Regions from separate parts of the Capra hircus genome. Here region 1 is linked to region 2. The links are chromatin contacts, called in public Hi-C maps. All regions are on one chromosome and are shown on one strand. The core of a region is the stretch at or near the end of the contact, and the rest is flanking DNA. Distances in the headings are between cores, read along the strand shown.

Evidence for each region. A called contact is a pair of places that touch in the nucleus more often than the background predicts.
Region 1: a contact with region 2 is called in a Hi-C map of blood, with 4 times the contacts expected there. The contact joins the enhancer-like site here to the promoter of NIPBL in region 2. A contact is called at or near these places in 3 of 5 Hi-C or Micro-C datasets (all in blood).

What each region holds. Positions count from the first base shown.
Region 1 is chr20:37,463,240-37,465,939 of ARS1.2, reverse strand. No RefSeq gene overlaps it. Among named protein-coding and RNA genes, the nearest start is that of NIPBL, 120 kb to the right of the region's middle. Within about 2 kb of position 1,344, at least 1 of the 5 cell types and tissues checked has an H3K27ac peak or open chromatin away from gene starts, as enhancers often do.
Region 2 is chr20:37,340,059-37,342,758 of ARS1.2, reverse strand. NIPBL (nipped-B-like protein) reads left to right here and starts at 1,323. Exons shown (of 47, transcript XM_018065528.1): 1 at 1,323-1,804.

The sequences.
Region 1 (2,700 bases), core at 95-2,594, 120 kb before region 2:
AAGAAGTACGTGAGAATCAAACGAAACAGCATGAACAAAACACCTGACACATTAGAAGGAGCCCATAAATGGCCGCTATACTGACCATCAAGTACACAGCTACCTCTTCCAGTCACCCTCTCTCTCACTGACAAATACCTATTTGCCAGCCCTCTGTTAGTTGATTAGTCGATAATTATGTCTTACCCATCAATATATGCTGGATTTGCAGTGCTCTTCACATACTTATTTGAAATCCAGAGGAATGAAGTCATCAGAGTCATTTCTGAGAGTCATTTATTCATGGTCTTTCCCACCTTCTCTCTCTCTCTGTCTCTGTCTCTGTCTCTGTCTCTGTCTCTCTCTCTCTCTCTCTCTCTCTCTCTCACACACACACACACACACACACACACACACACATATATACACACAAACAGAATTTCCAGGACGCTAAGTAATTTTCAAAGGACAAAGAGATAGCCATTCATTCACCTCCACGGAGGGCTCACCCAGTGTCAGCTACAGGCGCAGGCAGAGGAACAAAGACAGATGAAGTCATGCCCCTTGGGAGTTCACAGTCTGCTGGTAGGAACAGGCACATAAACATGTAACTCCACAATGTATTAGTGACAGTCAGTGGAACAACCGTGGGACGTGCAGGGTAGTACCCAGGAATCCCAGAGGAGGGAGCTAAAGTGCAACCTGCTGCTGCTGCTGCTGCTGCTGCTAAGCCGCTTCAGTCGCATCACCTAGGCAGGCTTTAAAGGGGCCTGAGAATCAGGCTATTTCTGACGACTCTCATGGCTATACCTTCAGCCCACTTGCTCTCATTCTGTCCCCTGAGAAGATGGAGAACAGTTCATCAGCACCTTCCTCATAATAACGGCTTCAATCCATCATAAAGGCCAGCTTTAATGAACACAGAAGTCACCAAGGACATGGTCCTGGTCTGAATATTTCACTGTCACAGAAGTCTACGAGTCAGGACTTGGAATCAATCCAGCTGAGCTAACAGGAGCTTTCTGAGCACTAGCTATTCGACCCTTTCCTAGATAAGCTCTTCGTAGGTGGTTGTGCAAAAATATCTCTCTGTTTGCTTCCTCTGAGGGCTACTTTGTAAGCCCTGACTTGGTCTTCTACACTCCTAGCACTTTATTTTGTGTTTTGAACAGCAGGGCTGAGATTCAGAATCAACACTGAAAAAAAAAAAAAAAAATCTCATGAATTATAAGTACGGTGAAATCTCACTTCCTGCTCTCATTAATGAGGAAGGACACATTTCTTTCTGTTCTGAGTATACTTTCAAAGGAAGGCACAGGCAGGAATCCATTGCCAGAGACAGCCTTACGAACAGGTGGCTGAACAGTCCTCCGACAGCTGTGAGCCGGGTGCTGAGAAAGGCGTGATCTCCCACAAGACGTGCTCTGGACGCCAGAGTGACCGCTGTGGTGGGGGGAGTGGGGGGCCTCTTGAGATACAGAGCACTGTTATCAGGGAAGAATAACCTTATTTTCAGTTCACAGGGAACAACATTGCTGATAACTACTCAATACCACCCACAGCATATACAGAGAATGAGTGGCTGGGAAACAGAGCTGGCAAAATGTAAGCAGGAGGGGATATACTGGCAGATGGGGTGCCCTCAGATGGGGTAGTCATACCAGGACACTGGTTCCTGTGCAACCCTTTATCTCAGATTGGGACTATAATCCATGTGTATGGGACTCGAACCCAGCAGAAACCACAGTCTTCCAACTGAGATGAGAGACCAGTTGGTTTCAGGACCTAATGAAGTTCAGGATCTTGATGTCTCATCTCAGAAAGAATCCGGTGAGAGACGAAGTGATAGGTAAGAAGTGGATTTATTCAGAGAGAAACACACTCCACAGACAGACGGTGAGCCATCGCAGAGGGTGGGTGCAGCAGCCTCAAAATGTGGTGTGGTTAGTTTTTAGGGGCTGGGTAATTTCACAGGCTAATGAGTGGGAAGATTATTCCAGCTATTTTGGGAAAAGGGTAGAGATTTCCAGGAATTGGGCCACCGCCCATTTTTTGGTCTTCTGACGGTGGCTTGGAACTGTCATGGAGCTTCTGAGTGTCTCATTTAGCTTGCTGATTGAGGATCAAGGTCTAGTCAAAGTTGACTTGTCTGCATCTTGGACTCATTTGATTCAGATCGGTTTATGTTGTGTCCTTGGGCTATGTGCATTCTTTCAAAAGGGCTGCCATGACGAGGTACCGTAGACTAGGTGACTTAAGACAACAGAATTTTATTTTCTCATGATTTCTCATCATTCTGGAGGCAAGGAATCTGAGATCAAGGTGTCTACAGGGTTGTTTTTTCCTAAGGCCTCTTTCCTTGGCTCACAGATGACTGTCTCCTCCCAGTGTCTTTACATGGTCTTTCTTCGATGTGTGTCTTTGTCCTAATCTCCTCTTCTTTTAAAAATATTTTAAAATACTTCTTTTATTTACATTCAACTCTTTCAAGAGTCCCATGGACTGCAAAGAGATCCAACCAGTCCATCCTAAAAGAAATCAGTCCTGAATATTCATTGGAAGGACTGATGCTGAAGCTGAAACTCCAATACTCTGGCCACCTGATGCGAAGAACGGATGCGAAGACCCTGATTCTGGGAAAGATTAAAGGCAGGAGAAGGGGACAACAGAGGATGAGATGGTTGGATGGCATTACCAACTCAATGGACATGAGTTTGAGTA
Region 2 (2,700 bases), core at 74-2,573:
CCTGCTGGCTCCGCAACCAAGGCGACTCCCCGCGCCCCACCGCGCGCAGCGCCTTCAGGCCGTGGTCAAGGCTTCGGCTTTTACTCCCGGCTAAGCAAATGCCGGCTCGAGAGACGCGTAAGATCTGATTTAGTCCTTGTAGCGATCTCTGAAGCAAAAGGAATGGCCCGCGGGCAAATTTGCCTGTTTAACTTTCAGCGTACTGGTACACAGACAAATACAGTTCACATACAACTTAAGTAAACTCACGATAATATAACACAAATTTCGTCCCATTTGAATAAAATCCGCTTACCTAGGCACTTTTACCTGAAGAATAGCACCCTCTATATTTACAGAAGTAAATAGTAAACTTAATAGTGAACTGTATGATAAAGTTATTTCAGGTGTTTCAGTAAGAGACTACAGAAGGCTCGGTACTGTACACAGAATCGCATCTGTACTCCAGCCTTGGTCAGGACCTCTGTTTCGAGCGTAAAGAGGAAAACGATGTCTGAAATCGGCCCGGCCCGCAGTCCGCCGGCTCTCCCCGCGCGCTCGGCTCCACCCACACCTAGAATGGGGCGCGCTCCGGGCCCACCGCGGGCCGGCTCCTCGCTCGAACAGCGTCGCCTACAGGCCTTTATCCCGACTGCTAGGCAAGAGCCAAAACCACCGTCAACAAAAAGCGAGCCCAGAAAAGACCACATATTTCCAGAAATAAATGCATTACAAACACGATTCCAATTCAATCCAGCTGAGAATCTTCGCCTCCTTCAAGGGTTGCGTCCTTACTCCGCAGAAATAATGCAGAGACGGGAGTAAAGTCCGGCCTCTCAAAAAGAGAGAAGAGTGTACAATACGATACATCCATCCACCCGGCTGCAGGGACACCATTTAAAAAATGCTCGGTCGCCGTCCGATCGCGGGCGTCCTCTACGTGGCCGCCCCGAGCTCGGCTCCCGAGAGCTAATGACGAACAGCTGGGGCGGCGTGCGTGGCCTGCGAGCCGGTCCCGGCCTGAGCGCCACCCACGCATACGACCACCACCGAGGCTCAGGCCCCGTTCCGGCCGGCCTCCAGGAAAATAAAGACCAGGAAGACCCGGCCCGCTCGTGCCACAGCGAAAACGCCGCTCCGCAGGATCGACACTAAAAGGCAACGTCCACAGCCGCCCCGACGAGAAGGGCGCGGAGGAGAGGCCCCCGCCGCCTCGCTGCTGGCCGCCTCCGGGCCCCGGGTGCGGTGCGGAGCTGAGCGGCGCCGGCTGTGCAGTGCGGCGCGGCCGAAGACGCGAGCCCAAGTGGCGGCGGCGGCGCGGCGGTGGCGGAAGTGGAGTGGGGAAGAGGGGGTGGTTGTTAGTGTTTGGCGCCGGCGGAGGGAGTCATTCCTGCAGCTGCACTTCCGGTCGGCATTTTGTTCTGAGAGGGAGAGACGGAACGAGAGAGAGACACACACAGGGCTCCTTCCCCCCCCGCCCTCCCCCCCCTCCCTCCGTCGGTACCGACTCACCCGACACCACCAAGCCGCAGGGAGGGACGCCCCCGCCGACTGGAGGATTGGTTCCCGGGCCGGCGGCGATGCCCCCCCGGTAGCTCGGGCCCCTGGTCGGGTGTTTGTGAGTGTTTCTATGTGGGAGAAGGAGGAGGAGGAGGAAGAAGAAGCAGCGATTTGTCTTCTCGGCTGGTCTCCCCCCGGCTCTACATGTTCCCCGCACTGAGGAGACGGAAGAGGAGCCGTAGCCACCCCCCCTCCCGGCCCGGATTATAGTCTCTCGCCACAGCGGCCTCGGCCTCCCCTTGGATTCAGACGCCGATTCGCCCAGGTAAATTCCTGCTCTTTATTTCGGCGGCGGCGGCGGCGGCGGCGCCAGGTCCTCAGCGTCTCTCCTCCTCGCTCCCCTCCCCGCCGTTTCCTTAGCGGCCCCAGGTCTCCTCCACGGGCGAGTCTAGAGTTCGCTCCTCTCTGGTGGCAGCCGCCCTGGGTGGCGGTGGTTTTGTACCCTCTCCCGGCCGGCTCCGGTGGCGGGGACTGGGCTCCTGCCGGGCGGCCGGGGAGGCGTAGGCCCGGCGGAGAGTGCAGGCCGCGGGCCAGCGGAATCTACTTGAGCTCGGGGATTAGGAGAGCTCCGGGCTGAGCGGAGCTACTGCTGGTCGGTGACAGGCCTCGCCCGGGAGAAGAGCTGTAGCTAGTGAGGAGGCGGAAACAATACAACTAACAGCAAATGTGCCCTCTCCGTCCCCATATTTACAACTTTCCTGGTCCGGGAGTGGGGAACGTCCCAGTGAAACAAACAACCCCCCTTCTTCCCCCTGTGACCCCATGAAGGGAGGAAGTAGTTTCAGTTAGTGAGACAAATGTAAATACTCAGACACGGATCCAGTGGTAATTCTTTTCCTGTGTAAAACTTGTTTGGACGTTGGAAAGTTAATAAAGACTCATTTTCTTTTTAAGGAGAATTAAATCGTCCACATGAATATTTAATACAGAAAACCATAGTATAGTAGACACTGCATATGACCCCCCCACCCACGCAAAGCGCTTTTATGTTGTTGTTTGACAGTGTGTTGCACATGGACTTTTTATTCAGAGACAAGTATAAAGTACTTGACAGGTTTACCCTGCCTCTTTATATTTGTGTGCGTTATATAAGGACAGTTTTAACTGATTATACGTGAAACACTCAGGTACTTCCTGATCTAAACGTGTAGAAGCTTAAAA